2 separate regions of the Sus scrofa genome follow, and region 2 is linked to region 1. Evidence: chromatin contacts called from public Hi-C data. All regions are on one chromosome and are shown on one strand. Each heading gives the region's core, a stretch centred on a gene start, on an enhancer-like site or on the middle of the called end of the contact. The rest is flanking DNA. Distances are from core to core; before and after follow the strand shown. Region 1 holds the start of CEBPZ (CCAAT/enhancer-binding protein zeta). Region 2 holds the start of GPATCH11 (G patch domain-containing protein 11).

The links. Hi-C and Micro-C count contacts between places; a contact is called where the count stands out from the background.
Region 2: a contact with region 1 is called in a Hi-C map of liver, with 8 times the contacts expected there. The contact joins the promoter of GPATCH11 here to the promoter of CEBPZ in region 1. A contact is called at or near these places in 2 of 5 promoter capture datasets (fetal liver and liver), 2 of 47 Hi-C or Micro-C datasets (heart right ventricle and liver) and 1 of 2 datasets of contacts at active chromatin or transcription factors (alveolar macrophages).

The regions. Positions count from the first base shown.
Region 1 is chr3:102,961,851-102,969,142 of Sscrofa11.1, forward strand. CEBPZ (CCAAT/enhancer-binding protein zeta) reads left to right here and starts at 2,363. Exons shown (of 16, transcript XM_003125229.5): 1 at 2,363-2,577; 2 at 4,500-5,977. The coding sequence starts at 2,419. NDUFAF7 (protein arginine methyltransferase NDUFAF7, mitochondrial) reads right to left here and starts at 2,354. Exons shown (of 11, transcript XM_021087630.1): 1 at 2,226-2,354; 2 at 1,758-1,921. The coding sequence starts at 2,277.
Region 2 is chr3:103,110,744-103,118,280 of Sscrofa11.1, forward strand. GPATCH11 (G patch domain-containing protein 11) reads right to left here and starts at 1,253. Exons shown (of 9, transcript XR_002342775.1): 1 at 1,099-1,253. It overlaps HEATR5B (HEAT repeat-containing protein 5B), which reads left to right and starts at 1,279. Exons shown (of 36, transcript XR_002342772.1): 1 at 1,279-1,405; 2 at 2,255-2,402; 3 at 6,162-6,373.

The DNA of each region.
Region 1 (7,292 bases), core at 1,113-3,612:
CATCTCTAGACTGATAATGACCAAATTTACATACACATACTAAATCTGTCCCGTGAGCTCTAGACTCAGAGCCAACTGGTCACTCACTCTCTCCACAATGATGTCATCACCAGTGCAATACACATGACACAACTTCTGAAGGTTTCCCATTGCACTAACACAAAAATCTAAAATTCATGAAAGCACTGCATGAACTCAATCCACTCCAAACTCATACCACTTTCCTCACCATTAACCCTCCTTAGCCACCCCCAGGCACGGCCCTCCAGCCACATTGGTGCCCTTCTCTTCTCAGAATGCACCAAGGCATTATTCAGCTTAAAAACTTTGTTTCTGGCTCCTCTGCTGGGAACTCACTTCTTCCAGTCTTTTGCCAAACTGGCCCATCCCCATCCTTCATGCCTCAGCTGAAATGTACTGGCCTTCTCGAACCACCCACCTAAGAAAACTTCTACAACCCCTATTTCCACTGCACAAATTACTTTCAATCCTATCAACCTGTTTTAATTATTCTTGTCCTTGTTTACAGCTCATTTTCTCACTAGAACTAAGTGCCATGCCCCACTGTTCACTGAAGTATTCCCAGTGCCTGAGACAGTGTCTGGCACACATGCCACCACAGTAAATGAATAAATGAATAAATGATGAGGGGCCTCCTCTGTAACCCAGAGATGTTTGCTCTAAATATGAACTTCTGGTACATTGTAGCACTGTGCACAGGCATTTAAAGGAATCTTGCCTTTACTAAACCTCTGGACCCTGGGTCACTCCACTATATTCAACAGCAAAAGGCCAAAGAAACTCCAGAGTTCTGCAGATCTCTTATTTCAACCCACCAAAAAGTGAACCATTCTGAAATATAAAGGACCCCAGGCTTTGACCAAGTGACTCTGTAGCGCAGATAAGGAAATGAAGGTCAGAAAGCTGTGACCGGAGTTCCCGTCATAGCTCAAGAGAAATGACTCTGACTAGTATCCATGAGGATGCAGGTTCAATCCCTGGCCTCACTTATTGGGCTGAGGATTCAGTGTCACTGGACTGTGGGTAGAGCAGACTCAGATCTGTTTGCTTCTTGTAGCCAGCGGCTACAGCTCTGATTTGACCCTTAGCCTGGGAACCTCCACATGCCACAGGTGTGACACTAAAAAAGACCAAACAAACAAACAAACAAACAAACAAAAAAGCTGTGACAGTGCTTAATGCTAGAACATAAAGGCCCAGGGACCTTCCATTCTCAAGAAGAAAACACACAATATGCTTCCAATGGCTGCTGATGCCATCCCAACACAGCTTTCCAGGCACTAAATTCATATTTCCTGATGCCTACTAGACATTTCCACCTGAGCCCCGTATATACTTCAAATTCATACATGGGACTTTGCTCTGTCCTTCCTCTCCCTCCTAAAATGGCTGCTGCTCCCACTCCTCCTAAGCTCCCTTTTTTTGTGAGAAATGACTCCAATATCTACCATCAACCCAGACAGGAAAGTCATCCCTCTCTCATCTTATAAATCCAATCATCATTATGCTGTCTCCTGAGCATCTTTAGAATTTATCCTCTCCTCTTTAAAGCCACTGTCGCTGACTTGACCCAGCCCTGACCAACTGACATGCATTACTCTGTCCAAGAATGGCTCTTTGCCAGGAAGGCACCCGCCGGGCTGAGGACCCCTGGGTTCCTCTCTGCGCACACCCTTCTGGCTCACAACCCACAGCTCTTCTAGGACTGGTCTGGTCCTAGCCTCCTCAACCCATACCTTGGCGGGGTTGGTCAAGACCTCCCTCATGTACTCGGCCACAGTGATGGGACCAGTGGACTTGATTTTGTATATAAGATGCCTAAGCATAGGAGTCACTGAGTTGTCTTCTGCCGGCTCTTTCCCGGAGCTGAAGTACTGCCCTCTCCAAAGACAAGGAATGACTGCAAAAAACACATTAAACAGGACTCATTAGAAACCTTAGTATTGACATGGGCCCAGCAGCCTGAGTGATTTCAATGCGGCTTCGTTAACCCTTCACCTTGGCCGGAGCCAGGAACGTGGACCCGGGCAGCACGCTCATAGGGAGCCGCAGGCACGCGCCTGGCCCACGACCACAAAGCCATCTCGTGAAGCTGGGCTCCAGCTGCCTGCAGCCCAGAGCGCCCCGGAGCCGCCACCCCATCCCAGGAAGGTGCCCGGGGCGATTTCCCCGGCAACTGGGACTGCGGCTAATAGAACGCTTACCCGCTCGAGCAGCTGCCAGGCGCCCGGCGGCAACCCTCGCTAGGACACTCATGTCGAACTTCGCAGGCAGCTTCGCCCCGCCAGGGGGTGGGGATTATTCCCATTTCCGGGGGAGGACACGCCCCCTGAAGGAAGTACGTCATAGATCGTAGCGGAAGGGAATTGTGGGACGAGTGCGCGTGCCTTGTTTGCCATGGCGGCCTCCAAGAAACTTTTGGAGTTCCACGCCAAACGACCCTGGCCCCCAGAGGAGGAGGAGGTAGAAGATCCAGACGAGGACGACGAAGATGATAACGATGAAGCCGAGAATGGGTTTTCTCTGGAGGAGGTGTTACGGCTCGGAGGCACCAAGGTAATGGCCTCAGACTCCCGGAGAAGGGAGACAGAAGCGCGTGGGGTGGTCCCGCGAGTGGCTAGGCCAGTGACCCGGAAGCCCCGGAGCTGCGGAATAGGACGTCTTGATTCCAGATTCCAGCGTGGGAATGTGTTCTGGGCGCTTCCCGCCTTTAATTCTTTCCCATTGCTCTTTACAAGAGGTTTAGAACTGAACGTTTTCATGCGGTGTCGTTTCTTAAGATGTAGGTGAGCCTCTCGTTTTATTTACGTAGTATATAATTGACACTCCATCAAGTTGGAGAGGATTGACTTTTTGGTCCTAACGTCGGTGTTTGGAATTTTAACTTCTCACTGGTCTTGGAATTTAACTTCTCACAAGCACACGCACGTGTACACTGTACACTCACGAAGCTCTCTGCGCTCTTGGAAGTCACATCCTAATTAAGGGAAAGAAACCAAACTTCGGAATACGTAGTATATCAGACGCTGGGTAGAGCTATGGAGAAAAATAAAACACGGAAGGAGGAGGATGAGTGGGGGAGGGCGTTTATGTTTAAACTAAGTGATCAGGGAACCCACCACTGAGGTTTTTGAGCAGAAAACTGAAGGAAAGGAGTGAGCCTTTCTGATTGTGTTGTTCCAGGAAAAATAAAAATGTCAGTGTACCTGAGGCAGAGTGAGGTGAGAGGAGAGCAGTAAGAAATGATGTCAGGGAGGTAAGATGGTGGGCTTATGCTGTGAATTTGGTGAAAAACTTTAGATGATTTGGAGCAAATACGTGACATAGTTTAGCTTTTCATTAAGTGTTTTGATTTTGAGACCAGACTTTGTGGGTGGGCGGGATAGGATGAACAAATAAAGAGAGGCAGGAGAAATGCACTTTATAGGAGCAGATCCCACAGTTTGCTCTGTACTTGGGTCATATTTAATTTTTGAGTAGGTAGTATATGCACATGTTAAAAAAATCATTTTTTTTTGAAGAGAAACATGAAAAAAATGAAACATGGTAAGGTACATGATGAAATCATCTTCCCATTTTTATCTCCAATCATGTAATTTCCCTTCTGGGAAGCAGTCACTTTTGTGTCTTTTATATTTTCCAAGCAAATACACACATACACCCCTACACTTGTGTTATATTTTTTTTGTACAAATGGTACCGTACAGTACCTGTAATATTTTAAATCTTTTCTTCTTACTATTTTAGAGATCCACCCTCCCCCCAATATCACTACATAAAGTTACATGGGTCGTTGTCTTAGTATATCACTACATAAAGTTACATGGGTCGTTGTCTTAGTATATCTAGCCAGCCATATATTGTGGATATTTAAGTTGTAGATCTTTTGCTATTTTAAATAATGTTCAGTAAATAACCTTGTGTATATATATATTTTTCACCCACATTTATAAGTGTGTGTGTAACAGAAATTTGTAGAAATGAAACTGCCGTGTCAAAGGATATGCATCTTGTGTCCCCTCCCCCATGAACTGTTTGTTTGTATCCCTTGCACATTTTTCTGTTGTGTTGTCACTTCCTTCCCTAATATATAGGAACTTTTATATTAAATAATAAGCCAAATTATTTTGATGTGAGTTGCCATTTGTTTTTGCCAGTTTATTATTTGTCTTTTGATTTTTGTGTATGAGAGAATGATTGATTTATCCATTCTTCATGGGCCCTGAGCTTTTCTGTAAATTTGGAAAGACTGGGATCGTTTTTTAAATCATGTTGTCCTTTCTTGTGTTAGTTTATGGTTTTACTTTTCACATTTAAATCTTTGATCCATCAAGTACTTAGGGTGTGGGTAGGAGCCCAGGCAGTACCATGAAAACTCAATTTCATGGATAATTGATTTCAAGGATATTAACTTTTTAAGTTTTAACTAAACTGTTGGATTTGTAATTTATTTTTAACTTTCTTATGTTTTTATGCAGCAAGATTATCTTATGCTGGCTACTTTGGATGAAAATGAAGAAGTGGTGGATGGAGGCAAAAAAGGAGCAATTGATGATCTTCAGCAAGGTGAACTAGAAGCATTTATTCAAAATCTCAGTTTGGCCAAGTATGCAAAGGCTTTTTTAATTGAAGAAGATCAATCATCTGGAAAAGAAGATGGCAGCAGCAAAGAAGCAAGAGTATCTAAAGTAGATAATAAAAAGCAAAATGCAGCAAAAAATGAAAGTAAAAAGAGGCCAGAACAACATTCTGATGAGAACAACAGTACCATACCAAAAGCAAAGAGAGATAAACAACAGGACATCTTTGAATTTGTTGAAAGACAGACATTGTTACTTAAGTCTGGAGGCAAATGGTATGATCTGGAGTACAGCAATGAGTATTCTTTGGAACCCCAGCCTCGGGATATTGTGGCTAAGTACAAAACCTTGGCTCAGAAGTTGTATGAGCATGAAACCAACTTATTCAAAAATAAGACGAATAAGCAAAAGGGAGCCTCTTCTGCCTGGATGAAGGCAATTGTTTCATCAGGGACTCTAGGTGACAGGATGGCAGCCATGATTCTTCTTATCCAGGATGATGCGATTCACACACTCCAGTTTGTAGAAACTCTCGTGAACCTTGTTAAGAAGAAGGGCAGCAAACAGCATTGCCTCATGGCTTTGGATACTTTCAAAGAGTTACTCATTACAGATCTTTTGCCAGACAGTCGAAAGCTACGGATTTTCAGCCAGCATCCTTTCAACAAACTAGAGCAGCTGTCCAGTGGCAACAAGGACTCAAGAGATAGAAGACTCATATTATGGTATTTTGAACATCAACTGAAACATTTAGTGGGTGAATTCGTGCAGGTCTTAGAAACTTTAAGTCATGATTCATTAGTAACCACCAAGACCCGAGCCCTTGTAGTGGCTCATGAGCTTCTTTGTAACAAACCTGAGGAAGAAAAGGCCCTTCTTGTGCAGGTGGTAAATAAACTGGGAGATCCTCTGAACAGAATAGCCACCAAAGCCTCCCATCTGCTAGAGACATTGCTTTGTAAACATCCCAATATGAAAGGAGTTGTGTGTAGTGAAGTAGAAAGGCTGCTCTTCCGCTCAAATATCAGCTCCAAAGCCCAGTATTATGCAATTTGCTTTTTAAATCAAATGGCCCTCTCCCATGAAGAGAGTGAATTAGCTAACAAATTAATAACTCTTTATTTTTGTTTTTTTCGGACTTGCATCAAGAAAAAAGATATTGAATCAAAAATGCTCAGTGCCCTCTTAACTGGAGTGAATAGGGCATACCCCTATGCCCAGACAGGTGATGACAAAGTGAGGGAGCAGGTTGACACGCTGTTCAAAGTGCTACATATTGTGAACTTCAATACCAGTGTGCAGGCTTTAATGTTGCTTTTCCAAGTAATGAATTCTCAGCAGACAATATCCAATCGATATTATGCAGCATTATATAGGTAAGTACCAACCATTCCTATATGTAAGTGAAAAATAAAGTGGCCTAATACAATGCAGTGCCCCTCTGTGAGGCAAGAGAAAGACTTAGAAAGTGGAATTTTAGATCCCTCAACCCCACCCTCAGCAACTTGCTCTTCACTTAATCTTTGGTTCACTGTTAGACAGCTATGACATATGCTTTGAATACATTGTTTGGTTTTTAATTTGGAGAGGCCCCTATCCTCAGTCCTCTGTTTCTTCCCTCCTGTCCTTCATACAACCATTTGATCGTTCGTTCAACAAGATTTGAGTGCCAGCTATGTGCTAGGCACTGTTCCATGACTCAGGATATAACACAGTGAATAAAATTCCCACCTCTAGAGGCTTTTCCATTCATATTGAGGAAGATAGATGGTAGATTTTTTTTTTACTCTGAGGATTAAGACTTTGATACTAGAATTACTGAATTTTGTGCTTTCCTGCAGTGCACCATTAAGACTTTGATACTAGAATTACTGAATTTTGTGCTTTCCTGAAGTTTGTTCACTTGGGAACTATTCAAGTAGACCAACAAGCTATGTGTTTCCTTCTAATTCATTTTTTAATTTAATATGCATACATCTTGGAGTTCCTATTGTGGCTCAGCAGGTTAAGAATCCAACTTAGTGTCCATGAGGATGTGGGTTCAATCCATGGCCTTGCTCAGTGGGTTAAGCATCTGGCATTGCTGCAAGCTGTGGCGTAGGTCACAGATGTATCTTAGATTCTGTGTTGCTGTGGCTGTCGCATAGTCCAGGAGCTGCAGCTCCAATTCAACCCCTAGCCTGGGAACTTACTTATGCTGCAGGTGTGTGCCCCCCCCCAAAAAAAAAATCCATCTCTGTATGTATAGATAGATAGATCTTCTGAGAAATGTAGCATAGTAGCTAATATCTTAGCTTAGACCTTAGCCTCACTATCTGGATTTGAGTCCCATCCATTACTTTGGCATGTAACTTCTTTGGACAAATTACTTAATCCTCATTGAAACTCTGTTGGTAAACATGATTGATACCATTTTACTCTGCTTTCCTTTGTCTATAAAGTGGAGAGGGAAGCCCTGAAACTTCTTCACAGTAACACAGTTTAACAGTGACAGAACTGGGATTTTAATAAGATGAATGAGTTAATGTATATGAAAACCCATGTAATCATCAGTGTACATTATGCATTTAATAACGCCCAACACATAGTACATGCTCTATAAGTGCTGGCTGGTGTCATTATCATTATTAGGATATTTCTTTTTGGTTTAATTCTCTTAACAGCTCTCCAGTCTCTGAGGTACAATAATTT
Region 2 (7,537 bases), core at 3-2,502, 150 kb after region 1:
AGCCCTTTGTCTCTGACCTTATCCTATCTCCTCCAGCCACTTCCCTCCTTTTCTTTATGCTTTCATTATTCACACACACATCCTTAAACATTATAGTTTAGTTTTGCTTATTTTTCTTTTTATTATAGTACAGTAAGTTAAAAGTATGTAAGATTATATACAACAATTGTGGTAATTCACCCAGTGTCTCTAAACCTCAGATGTTTCATTGGCAATAGTAGCTTTTTTACACATAATGGTTTAGCACCTACCTAGTATATCACACATTTTTATCCCATTAAATTATCATTAACAACTCTGTAAGGTAGGAATAGAGAGTCCCACTTTCTAGTTGAAGAAATTAAGATTCAGTATGGCTAAATGCCTTGCTTCATACTACAAAAAAATCTCAGAACTCATTCTACTGGAAATAGGATTCGATTATTTTTAAGGGACCCATTTGGGTCTAAAGTGCTAGGCAGATCAGATTGGGGGTTACAGGTCTTTTAAAAGCCTCATTCTTATGAGTACAGTATACTTTAGCATCATCTATTCCTTTCAAGCACAAGCATAAACTTCGTAAGGCGATAATCCAGGCAGAATGATGGTGGCTTGGACCACAGTGGAGGCCGTGGAAGTGTTGGGAAGTGATCGGATTCTGGCTATATTCTGAAGACAGAGCTAAAACAATGTGCTGGCGGACTGGAGGTGGCGTGTGAAAGATCGACGTCAAAAATTACTCCAAAAGGCTTTTGGGCTGAATGGAGTTACGAGTGTTTGAGAGCAGTTAGATTGTAGTGTCAGGTTTTGTTTTGTGTTTTGTTTTGTCTTTTGGCATAGAGCGGGCGGGAGAATCCCATTACACATCCTAGTGGAGAGATGGACTACGTAGTTGAATGAACCCTAGAAAGGTGACAAGAAACGCCTGAGTCCCAAACACTCCCCTCAGGGACCGCTGACACCCCCTCTCTCGCGCCCCTCCCAGCTGCAAGCGTCCCACAGACGGGACCACTCACGGGTGGTAACACTGGCGATGGCGTGATGGATAGTCATAGACTGTGCACTGATCACCGCCCTTCACCATTCTATCAGGCTCCCATAACTCCTTCGCTTCCTTACCTGGCAGCTCCTCACCTGAGGTCAGCTGGCAAGAACGCGAGCCGCGAAGACGCTTACCAATCCGCGCAAGACCACTGGGCCTCTGCTCGCCTCCGAGTTTCAGCAGACAGAATCAATTGGAAAGCTGCGGCAATCGGGGCGGGGCTAGGCGGACGTGGTTAAGTGCGCTTGCGCAGGATCAGCTTTCCGCGCAAGCGCTCTTTCCCCGCTTCCGGCTGGTCTGGGAGCGGGAGGCGGGGCATCCGGGTCCTTTGGAAGCGGCTTCTGGCTCTGGACCTCAGCTGACCTGCCCCTGCTAGACTAGGAGGTGAGGTTTCCCCATTCCGCCGCTAAAGCGTGCACGTTGACATGCACACCCCTCCCAAAGGACCCCACTACATTGTCAGAGGGCTGGGGGCCGAATTCGAGTTCGTAGTGAACATTTTCCCTTTTCAGGCGGCGGGCTCGTTTCCGAGCCGCCGCCGCCTCCTGGGGCTGACAGCCCGGTGAACTGGCCGAGGCCTGCGGCGGCTTCTTGCATTTCCCACAGGCCCGGAGTCACTCCAGAGTCCTGCAAGTAGCCAGGTTAACCCAGCCCTGCAGCTGCGCGGCCTCGGCCAGCTGCGTTCTTGGACCGCCCACTCCAGGGGTTGTTGCTGAAGCTTCGGCTGCCGCAGGGACCTAGCCGCCGCCCCCTCATCCTCGTAGGAAGACTCTGAGGCTTTCAGTGCGGAATCTTTCTCCTGGGGCGTTTTGATGTCCTCCTGGGGCAGGTGCAGCAGGGGAAGGGGAAGGGTGCTGTGCACCCAGCGGTGAAAGAGAAAAAGGAAGATGAGTTATCAGGCCCAGCTGGTGTTTAATCTCGTGCTTCAGTTTTCCCATTTATGGAATGAATTAATGACGTGTTGCTAGGTATTTTTTTTTTCTAGAATAATGTCTTATTTGCAGTATTTAATTTTTTTGACCCCATTATTCATTCTTCCTCACCAGGCATGTCTTTCATTTGTTTTTGTTTGTACCCTTGTCCTTTAAAATTAAAATGCAGGGTCTCAGGTTTTACCTCAGAGATGTTAAATTTCCCCCAAATGAAATGAGATTTCTGTGTGACTACATTAATTAAGCTTGATATTTAACATTAACAGGTCCTTACTGGTATTTCAAAATTTGTTTATTTAAGGTGTGAATTTAAAGCTTCAGTAATGGAGTTAGCCCACAGTTTATTGCTGAATGAAGAAGCTTTGGCTCAAATCACTGAAGCAAAGAGACCAGTTTTTATTTTTGAATGGTTGAGGTTTCTTGATAAAGTTTTGGTTGCTGCCAACAAGGTATGGTATTGCTTTTTTTCTAGTTGGCTTAACTTTACAAAGAGTATTTTGTGTTCATAATTTGTAAGAAAACACAGTGTATTTTGGAAAGGTTGTGGGTCACTTATGGAACTTGAGAATATTGCACTAAGAGTTTTTTGTCTGTCCTTTTTCTATCCCGTGGCAAAACCCAAACCTCATTTAAATTCAGTTTATTCCCTGGATAGAGATTTTTTGTTTCTACCTGGACATCTGAATGTGAGTGGGGAAAAACATGATTTTGTGATTGCTGTCACTTTAAATTCATTATCTCCAACATCAAGTGGTCCATCAGTGCTGTGTAGCAATTCCATTATCTTCACTAATCTCTCTGAAGAGTTAATAGTAGGTTTTCTCCCCTCATTTTCTTTCTTTCTTCATAATCTTTTCACCCAGGTTACTTTTATTTGTGTTTTATTTTTGGTCTTTAAAATTAGATGCTTTCCTTAACCATCCGATGATTTTTGGCTGTCTGCTCAAATTTAAGAGCGAGTAGTAAAAGGTTTTCTCTGCAGAGTGACTTTTTTTATTTGTTTTTTAATGTCCACACCTGCAGCATATGTAAGTTCCCAGGCTAGGGGTCGAATTGGAGCTGTAGGTGCTGGCCTGCACCACAGCAGATCGGAGACACATCTGCAGCCTATACCACAGCTCTCTGCACACCAGATCCTTAACCCACTCAGCAAGGCCAGGGATCAAAGCTGCATCCTCATGGATACTAGTCAGGTTTGTTACTGCTGAGCAGGGGAAACAATGGAAAACTCCTGAAGTTTGTTAACTGTTTTTGCCATAGACTAGTCCAATTCTTTGAGGAACCCCTTTAAGTTTTTCTTGGTTAGTCATTTCCTAGAAGAGACTTTTTTATTCTAGTAAAAAGTCTAGGGTATGACTAGCTGCCTAGGTTCCAGAATTTAAGGGAGAAGGCTGGGGACTTCAGCATTCAGTGTGTAAACTTTTACTTAATTCCCCTATTTTCAGTGTAGTTTTCCTGGCCCATAGCTGTGCCTGATCTTGATAAGTCCAGAGGAGGAGAGAAATATGGGAATCTTATAGCTTCTTACTTAGGCTCTCAACCATTCCTTTCACAACTTCACCCCTCCATAAGTACTTAGGGCCTCAAAACAGCAGCAAACATGAGCTGTTACGGGGTTCTGTTTAAAGTTGTGTCTCTTCTTAGCTTTCTGTGTTGCAGATACCTGGCTTCTATATTTTGCGTTAATTCTTTTTGTTTTCTTTGACCTTGTATATTTGTGGAGGGAGGGGGTTGGTTTTTTAGTTTCTGGAGAGCCAGAATTAATGCGGATTCATTTACAGTCTTTAATTAGAAGTTTCTATTTTCTCTTAAACCCACTCCAGGTGGGGGTATTTGTTGCTCCATTCCACTGAAACAGATCTTGTATTGCCCAAGCAAATGGTCAGTCTTCTGTTTTAATTGACTTGTCAGCAGCTTTTAACATAGCTTATCTTCTGACTTGAAACACTTAAAATATTTTTTATTTCATTGTGAAATTGAAAAATAGAAGGTATATTAAAAGTATATCCAAATTGTGAAGCATAGCACAACATTGTAAATCAACTGTACTTCAATAAAAGTTTTAAAAATGCAGCGTAATAACATGAACACGTGTACACTCTTCCCCAAATTAGAGAATAAATTATCATTACTGTTGATGTGAAATTTTTCCTCTTCGTGGTTCCCAAGATGCAATTTGCTTCTCCCCCCTTTCTAGGGGCGCACACGTGGCATATGGAGGTTCCCAGGTTAGGTGTCAAATTGGAGCTACAGCTGCTGGCCTATACCACAGCCACAGCCACATTAGATCTGAGCCTTGTTTGCAGCCTACACCACAGCTCACAGCAATGCCAGATCCTTAACCCACTGAGCAAGGCCAGGGATTGAACCCACAACCTCATGGTTCTGAGTCGGATTTGTTTCCCCTGTGCCATGATGGGAACTCTGACACTATTTGCTCTTAGTTCTCTTCCTACCTCACTAGTTACTCTTCATTCTCTTTTGCTAATTCTTTCTCAGTTCTGGGCAGTCTTTTTTCTTTTTTTAAAAAATATATACCTTGCTTATTCCCTCAGTAACATCATCTAATCTCTCAAGATTTTACCATCTACTACCATCTTTGTCATAACAACTCCCAGATAGCTAACAACCTGCTCCACACCTTTTCTTGGATATCTAACCGGCATTCAAAGTTAAGATGTTTAAAACCAAATTCTCATTTTCACCCTTCCACACCTGTCCTTTCCCCAGTGCTTTCCATGACCGTATAGACTGTCTTTAGCTCAGTAGTCAGAATGAGCCTGTTAAAGCATTTAATCATGACCCTCCTCTGCTTCAAACTCTCAATAAAATGCAAGGTTCTTACCATGGTGTTTGAGGCAGTACACGACCTTGTCCTTTCTACCATTATGACTTCATCTCTTCCCACTTCCTCTGTCTTACTCTGCTCTGGCCACACTGGCTTCTTGCTGTCCTCAAGCATGCTAAGCATGCTCCCGCCTCAAGGCCTTTGCATTTGTTCCCTGCCTGGAATATTCTTCTCCCCGATGTCTTCACAACTCGCATCTTCACTTTTCAGAGATGCCTTTCTTCCTAATCTATACAAAAGAGTAAACTCAACTATTCATTTGTTTATTTGGTAAACTGTTTCTCACGACTAGAATGTCAACTTCACGAGAGCAGAGATTTTGTCTATTAGGTTCACCCTTTTACCCCAGTGTCCAGAATAGTGCATGGCATATAAGTGCCCAATAAGTATTTCTTGAACGAATGAATTCTCAGTATTGATTATTAGTAGATCTGAATATTTTTTCTGTTACATAGGGCTCTTCAGGGTTTCTTTTGGTTTTATTTACTGACCTGTAATTTTATGAACTACTGACTTTGCTTTTACCGAGGACCCTATCTGAGTTCCAAGACATCAATATTTTGTATCCATACGCCCAGTATTTTACATCATTTTACTTTTGGTTTTATTTCTCAGTCAGCCTGGAAACTTTTTGGATCTAGAGTAGTCACTTTAATTGGCAACCAACTTTGTGAAACTGGAGGGGAACAAAGAATATTTAATCTGGGAAAGAATGACTCATTTCTTTTTTATTTTATTTACGTATTTATTTATTTTCATTTTTGTCCACCCTGCGGCACCTGGAATTCCTGGGCCAGGATCAGATCCGAGCCACAGTCACAACCTAAGCCACAGCTGGGCAATGCCGGATCCTTAACCCACTGTGCCAGGCCAAGGATTGAACCTGTGATTCAGTGCTCCCAAGATACCACCGACCTGTTGCACAACAGTGGGAACTCCAAGAATGGCTCATTTCTTACTGAACTTTTCTTTACCTTGAAAATTCTCATTTATGGTTCTATATGTAACATACTTCAATTATTAGAGTGCCTTAGGTCTTTTTTTCTGTCTTTATTTTTTTAAGGGCCGTGCCGGCAGCATATGGAAGTTCCCAGGCTGAGGTCAAATCGGAGCTACAGCTGCCTGCCTGTACCACCAGATCGGAGCTGAGTCTGTGACCTGTGCCGCAGCTTGTGAGAACACCGGATTCTTACCCCGCTGGGCAGGGCCAGGGATACAGCCTGTATCCTCGTGGATACTAGTTGGGTTCGTTTCCACTGAGCCACAATGGGAACTCCAAGTATTTTAAAATTTTGATTAAAAGGTAACAGAAGTATATATAGGAAAGAAACTGTTGACATTATTATTTTTTTTATAACAGACTGATGTAAAGGAAAAACAGAAAAAACTTGTTGAACAATTAACTGGATTAATAAGTAGTTCACCTGGACCACCTACGCGAAAACTGTTGGCTAAAAATCTTGCAGCCCTTTATAGCATTGGGGATACTTTCACTGTTTTTCAAACACTCGACAAATGTAATGACATTATCAGAAATAAAGATGACACTGCAGCCTACTTACCAACGAAACTGTAAGTACTTACTTTGAGAGTGACCCTTGAAACGTGTTTGTTGTTTCAGAATAACTGATCTTAATAAAGGTCTACTAATCATAAAGACCCCCAGGCAGATGGAACCTGAGTCATGCTGCTGACAGTAAAAGCTCTAAGTGGATCTGGTGAAGGAGTTCCATTTCAGCTTATGTTCCATTCACCATGGGACTTTGGGCAAACTGCAAAGAATTGGTATGATGTCAGCAATTTGTATAGGAGCTTTTGGTAATTTCGGATGAAGATGATATTCTTGGCCAGGTTGGAAAGAAAAGTAAAGATTGTCTAGGTGATGAGATTGAGGCATGAATAGGCAAACTATAGCCTACAGGCCAAATCCAGCTTGCCACCTATTTTGTAAATAAAACTTTGTTAGAATACAGATATATTGCTTCATTTAGGTGGTAGGTTTTCACGCCAAAACGGCAGAATTGAGTACCTGAGACACCATTTTTCCTGCAAGTTTGCTGACCCCTGAATTAAGGGCTTAGCCCAACTCCAAGCCCATACTTGTGGTTTGAGTTAAGTGCAGAGATTTTCAGAACAAGTCTTGAGGATGATGGCCATATCGATGCATCCTGTGAAAGATTTAAATGAGAAAATCAGCAGTTATCAGCAGTATAGTCGAGGTGTGCTGTGGGAGGGAACTAACACTTCAGTGAGCTTAGCTGTAATGTGAGGGGAGGGCAGTGTCAAAGAAGGCTTCTCAAAGAAGCCGCAGCAGCCAAAGATCAACCATCAAGAAAGGATACGTGGGAATGAGTCGAGAGATCCTGCTGTTTAGCACTGGGAACTATGTCTAGTCACCTATGATGGAGCATGATAATGTGTGAAAATAGAATGTGTACATGTGTGTGTAACTGGGTCACCATGCTATACAGTAGAAAAAAATTGTATTGGGGAAATAACTATTAAAAATAATAATAAAAAAAGGAATCGAGTAAGGGGCTAAGACGGGAAAGGGGAAGATGGATGTGATAGGTCAGGGATTGGCAAATTTTATGACAAGGGCCAAATAATAAATAGTTTTGGCTTTGTGGAGTGCGCATCTCTGTTGTAAGTACTCTGCCATAGACGGTGTATAAATAAATGAGTAGAGCTGTGTTCCAATAAAACTTTATTATTTTTCTTTTCCTTTTTATGACC